Regions from separate parts of the Sus scrofa genome. Here region 1 is linked to region 2. Evidence: chromatin contacts called from public Hi-C data. All regions are on one chromosome and are shown on one strand. Each heading gives the region's core, a stretch centred on a gene start, on an enhancer-like site or on the middle of the called end of the contact. The rest is flanking DNA. Distances are from core to core; before and after follow the strand shown.

The links. A called contact is a pair of places that touch in the nucleus more often than the background predicts.
Region 1: a Hi-C map of alveolar macrophages shows a contact between it and region 2, with 1.9 times the contacts expected there. The contact joins the promoter of GGCX here to the promoter of C3H2orf68 in region 2. A contact is called at or near these places in 2 of 5 promoter capture datasets (fetal liver and liver), 17 of 47 Hi-C or Micro-C datasets (adipose tissue, alveolar macrophages, blood and 10 more) and 2 of 2 datasets of contacts at active chromatin or transcription factors (alveolar macrophages and skeletal muscle).

The regions. Positions count from the first base shown.
Region 1 is chr3:59,200,842-59,203,787 of Sscrofa11.1, reverse strand. It overlaps GGCX (vitamin K-dependent gamma-carboxylase), which reads right to left and starts at 1,425. Exons shown (of 15, transcript XM_003354744.4): 1 at 1,261-1,425; 2 at 718-888. The coding sequence starts at 1,303.
Region 2 is chr3:59,155,184-59,158,059 of Sscrofa11.1, reverse strand. C3H2orf68 (UPF0561 protein C2orf68 homolog) reads right to left here and starts at 1,405. Exons shown (of 4, transcript XM_003354742.4): 1 at 1,173-1,405; 2 at 971-1,089. The coding sequence starts at 1,279. USP39 (U4/U6.U5 tri-snRNP-associated protein 2) reads left to right here and starts at 1,463. Exons shown (of 13, transcript XM_013987875.2): 1 at 1,463-2,876.

The DNA.
Region 1 (2,946 bases), core at 176-2,675, 46 kb before region 2:
TTCTCTTCCTGGAGCCCTTGGCAGTATCTGACCAGCACATTTGGGTTAGGAAGCCAGCTCCATTAAGGCAGGATTTCTCAACCCCAGGACTATTCACAGTTTGGGCTGGTTAATTATTTGCTGGGAGGCCTATCCTGTGGATCCTAGGTCATTCGGCAGCATCCCTGGCTTTATGTAGACGCCAGTAGCCAACAATTCCCCTTGTCCCCCATCCCAGGCTGTGACAAATACAAATGTCTACAGACATTGCCAAATATCCCTAGGAGAGCAAAATCGCTCCCAGTTGAGAACCACTGGGCTAAAGGAAGTAATGTCACTGTATCTGTCACCCATTCCAAGCATATGTGCTGTGGTCTATGAGTTAGACTCTGGATTAGAGAGCCATAGCCAGAATGTCTGCCCTGTCACCCCTGCCATTTCTCTGAAGCAGTTACTGGGCAACTTCATGCCACAGATAATACGGGTTCCTGTTCCTCTGACTCTGTATTTCCTATAGCCTCAGATCAAAGCATTTCTGGCCTCCAAACCCTAATGGGAAGAGACAAACCTGGGTTCGATCCTAAAGTTCACAAAGACCTCTCACAGATTATCAGTAACTTCTGGTCTTAGGAAAAGCAAGGTAAGTCTACTAAGCAGGTAAGTAGCCAAGAAAAGGACAAGGGACAATTGTCATTCTCCCACCCCCAACCACACTGCCCCTCCCCAAAGTGGACTTACCAAAGAGAAAACGGAAGACTGCCAGGCTTGCAGGATCCGTTGGTCTATTCAGCAGGGTCACCAGTCTCCCCCAGCTGGACACATCTGTCCACTCAAAACCCAAGAGTTTCCCCATTCGGCTGCTCTGAGGGGGCCCTGAGGTCTGTCCAGACTTGTCTTTCTGTACTTTATCTGCAACCAATAGGTGGAGAGAGAAATGCGCGTTTGGGTGGTGATGCTTTAAAACAGGCTTCTCCAGATATCACAGTCCCAGGCTCCTGCCAACCTGGGTTCTCCCACTGATCTCTGGCTAACCGAAACATCCCTGCAGTGCAGCCCCTCCTCCAGGATCCCCCAATGCCCCAGAATCTTTTTCAGACTATATCCTCCTAACCGCAAAGCACCCCGAATATCATAGCCACCCCAAAGCCAAAGACTGCAACATCTCTACAAGCCTATTCCCAACCAAGTCTTCCCCGGGTTCCACAGGGCAGTGTTCCCGCTTCCATCCCTCTGAAACCAGCGCCCCTCTCTAACAGCCACAAGGCGGGGTTCTGAGCCTACCAGAGTGGGGCTGGGCCCGCGCGGACCGAGCAGACACCCCCATGGCCTCGGGGAGCTAGATCCACCACAGCTGCACGTCGGAGCAGGGAGCGTCGCAGGGACTGGCTCCCCCAAGCCCCGCCTCCCCGACACATCAGCACCTGCGAGGCGAGCCGGAAAGCGCCCGGACTGTCGTGAAGGGCCCTAGTCTACCGCACCGGGTCCCTCGCTTGGCGGCAGAGGGCGGAGCAAATGGCCTTGGGGCGGGGCGACGAGGCCGCGAAGAGACGTGGTCTGGCCTCACTTTACCGGGTGACGGAGGAGGTACGGAGACGCAGCTGAATCCGCCTCAGTTCTACAGAACGACCAGTCTTTCGCTAGAGGCCTCCGGAGCCCTCTTTTCTCTTTCAACCTAGACTCGAAATGCCTGCAACTTCGCTGGGGCCCTCCCGGGACCCCAGTAGACCTCTCCACGTTACTGTAGTGTCCCTTCGATGCTCCCTGATGTGAGCAGTGTGGGCACAAATGCCAGACTTTCCAGAGAGGTTCACTGCCGAGGTGAGGACACACCTGGAAGAACTGCCCCGGCGTAGAGACTGTGCGAGTTTCTTTATGTGTCTTTCTGGTACCTGCCAAGAACCAGAGGTTTGAAAACAGCAGGGAGAACCGAAAAAAATAACCGCAGAGGGAATGCAGAGTAGGGGCAGTGACTAGAGTGTGGTCTATCAGGAAAATTCTTAGGTGAGTCTGAATAGCATTGTAACATCAAATTCTCTGCACTGGGATTGGCCAGCAGGATCAGACATAGGCATCTTAGAGCATGTGTTCTCACATTCTTATTCTCAGAACCCCTTTACACCGCGCTACACACATTATCGAGAACCCTAAAAGAACTTTTATTTATTTATGTGTTCTTTTTAGGGCCGCACCTGTGGCATATGGAGGTTCCCAGGCTAGGGGTCTAATCCGAGCTACAGCTGCCAGCTTACGCCAGAACCACAGCAACACCAGATCCAAGCCTCATCTGCAACCTACACCACAGCTCACGGCAGTGCTGGATCCTTAACCCACTGAGCGAGGCCAGGGATCGAACCCACAAACTCATGGTTCCTAGTTGGATTTGTTTCCGCTGTGCCATTATGGGAACTCCAGAACTTTTATTTATATGAGTTACGTTTTTCTGTTTTTAGTATATTGGAAATTTACACTGAGAAATGTATAAAAGTGTTGATTCACTAATAGAAAAAAGTAATAAACTCTTTACATGTCTACATAACATTTTTATTAAAAAGTATGTTTTCCACACAAAAAAAAGTTACATGAGAGCAGTATATTGTTTTACATGCAAATCTCATTAATATCTGGCTTAATTGAAGAGAGCTGGATTCTCATATCTGCTTCTATATTCCATCTGTTCTGAAATGGCATTGATTTAAGTATGTGAAGGAAATCTGGCCCCATAGATATTTAGTTGGAAAAAAGCATTCTAGGAATTCCCTGGTGGCCCATCAGGTTAAGGATCTGGTGTTTTCACTCCTGTGGCTCAGGTTGCTGTGGTGAAACAGCTTTGATCCCTGGCCTGGGAACTTCTGCATGCTGCCAGCACAGTTCTGCCTCCCCAAGAAAAGCATTTTAATAGCCTGTTTAGATGATTGTGGATACCACAATGAAGGTGTGATGCCCCACCTAAACTTATAAATGGCTTTT
Region 2 (2,876 bases), core at 156-2,655:
TTAGTGGTTTCGGATCAGTGCCATGAGCTCTGGTGTAGGTCCAAGACGTGGCTAGGATCCAGTGTGCTGTAGCTGTGGTGTAGGGCAGTGGGTACAGCTCCGATCTGACCCCTAGCCTGGGAACTTCCATATGCCGCATGTGTAGCCCTAAACACAACAAAACCTCAATCTTCTCATGGACCAAGAATGTGTATGTGTGTGTGTGTATGCACAACATGGCACCCATCAGTTTTATTCACCTTTATCCCTGCCCCAGGACCAGAAGAGAGCCATCTCCGAATAGGTACATGAATGCACATTTTGTCTACAGTATTGGAGAATAGTAGAGAAGTGGATAGGGATCTGTCTGGGTTCAGGCCAGGCTCTACCATTTACTTCTCAGAGATCTCAGGCAAGTTACTCAATCTCTTTGTTTGTACCTGTTTTCCTGACTGTGAAACCCGTGAAAATTCCCATTTTATGAGATCCTCTTGAAACTAAACGAATTGATGTACCTAACACCTAAAAACACTTTAAGGATGGCTCGACAAATTTAGCGGTGTAGGTTTAACTCTCTCTAGAGGGCAGAGAAACTGGGGGTGGGAAGCTAGGGGGAAGGTCATTAACTGGGTTTGGGCTTCATGTCACAGGTATGTCCTGGTCGTCTAGAACAGTGCCAAACCTTTTTTTTTCTGTTAGATGGTGGGAATATGAGAATTCAGTATAGTGGGGGCAAACCAGCAGACAACTTCCTGCCGCTTCCCAGGTATGTCCAGTAATAGTGTTGCTTAACTAGTCTTGAGGGTCCCTGTTCTGCCGGGAGAACCACTGAGAGGCAGCTGGAGAGCGTCGAGGCGGAAGTTCCGGGAAGGGACGAGATGAACTGAGCCTTGGGGGTTAAGGAGTGTGTTTCTTTTTTTCGTTGTTTGTTTTTTGCCATATAGAAAGGAAGAGTGCGTTCAGGCAGAGGGCTAGAGGCAGGCGGCCTCACCTCGGTGTCGCGGCAGATACACCTGCAGGTCCGGCTTGCGGGGCCGAGTGGGCGCGGGCGTGTGCCGCCTCCTCACCTTCTCCTTGGCCGCCTGCTTTACCTTCTTGTCGTAGTCGTCCCTGCGGGGAGCCGAGCGGGAGTCAGGGACGGCCGGGCCAGGCCAGGCCAGGGGTGGCGCCGGTGGCGCGGGGCGGGGAGGTACCGGGCGAGCTGGTTCCGTCGAATGTGGTGGACGAAGCCGTGGCTCATGTCCAGCCGCCCGCCCGGCTTGTAGCAGAGGCCGGGTCCGGGCCCCGGCGCCGATTCCATCTGGAGCTCTGTGCGCGGAGCTGCGCCGCCTCCGCCTCAACGGCTCCAACGGCAGCCCTCCAGCAGGCAGAACTCCGCGCCACCCGTCGCTCGACTTCCGGCTCCGCACCCTGACGTCGGCGGGGAACCGGCCGACCGGGCCGAGCGTCACCACGCGCGGAGTTCCAGGCGTGAGCTGGGCTGGTGGAGTGGTGCTGGGAATGGGACGTGCGCGACTTCCATTCCCCCGGCGGGGCCTTGCCTTTTTTGTGACGTTATCAATAAGAAAGCAGGATTTAGGCTTACTGCTGATGCACCAGAAAATTCAGAAAAATACAAAGCACCCATCACAGCACTCCGTGATTTGTGTGGAGCCTTCTCGTCTTTTTTTCCCGTGATGAGATGCTGCGAAAACTCCATCATCAGCTGCGTGATCGTCTCATCTTACTCGTGATCTGCGAGGTCGTGAGGAGGCCAGTGCCCGGAAGGGCAAACTGCGGCGCCCCCGTTGCTCAGCCCACCCCCCTGCCCGCACCGGGCCCCTCGGCCCCTTCGCCACCGGTGGCGGGGATGCCCCCTTCCAGCCCACCCAGCGCCCACTGGTCTGACGTCTTAACTCTCTCCGTGAGAGGATCTAGAGCTTTTCAGGGGTCTGAGCCTGTGTCATTTTTGAATCCTCTTTAAAAAGAGACAAAAGATTAGAACAGGGATGGATTGATACATCCACACGATGGAATATCGCTGAGCAGTCAAAAATAACGAGCTGTTACACATTCAACAGCGTGGATGAATCTCAAAATAAATATGCGAGTGAACGAGGCCAGGGGTAAAAAGACTGGTTCTGTGTTTCCATTTAGATAAACTCTAGAAAGTGCACTGATCTGGAGCTCCCTTGTGGCTCAGTGGGTTAAGGATCTGGCATTGTTACCACAGCTGCTCTGGTCGCTAATGTGTAGGGGGTTCCATTTATGGCCTGGGAACTTCCATATGCCAGAGCTGGCCAACAACAAGGACAAAAACAAAAACAGAAAGTGAGTGCACTGAAAGCACGTCAATGGTGGGGGCAGAACACTTGGTGGCTGGTGGTTAAGTTCATTATCTCTTTGGTTTTGGACTGTATATGTACCTCCATTGATATTCAAGCAGACTAACTTATGTATTTATTTTTTTTCTGCTGCACCTGCAGCATATGGAAGTTCCATATGCACGTCAAATTGGAGCTGCAGCTGCCAGCCCATGCAACATCCACACCGATCCTCCACACATCATCTGTGACCTACAACTCAGCTTGGGACAACGCTGTATCCTTAACCCACTGAGGGAGGCCAGGGATCAAGTCTGCATCCTCACGGACAGTGTCGGGTTCTTAGCCTGCTAAACCACACCCGGAATTCCAAATTGCACACTCGTTTCATTTGTCTTTTTTATTTTATTTTATTTTTTATTTATTTATTTTTTTCCATTTCTTGGGCCGATCCTGCTGCATATGGAGGTTCCCACTAGGGGTCGAATTGGAGCTGCAGCTGCCGGCCTACGCCAGAGCCACAGCAACGCGGGATCCAAGCTGCATCTGCGGCCCACACCACAGCTCACGGCAACACCGGATCCTTAACCCACT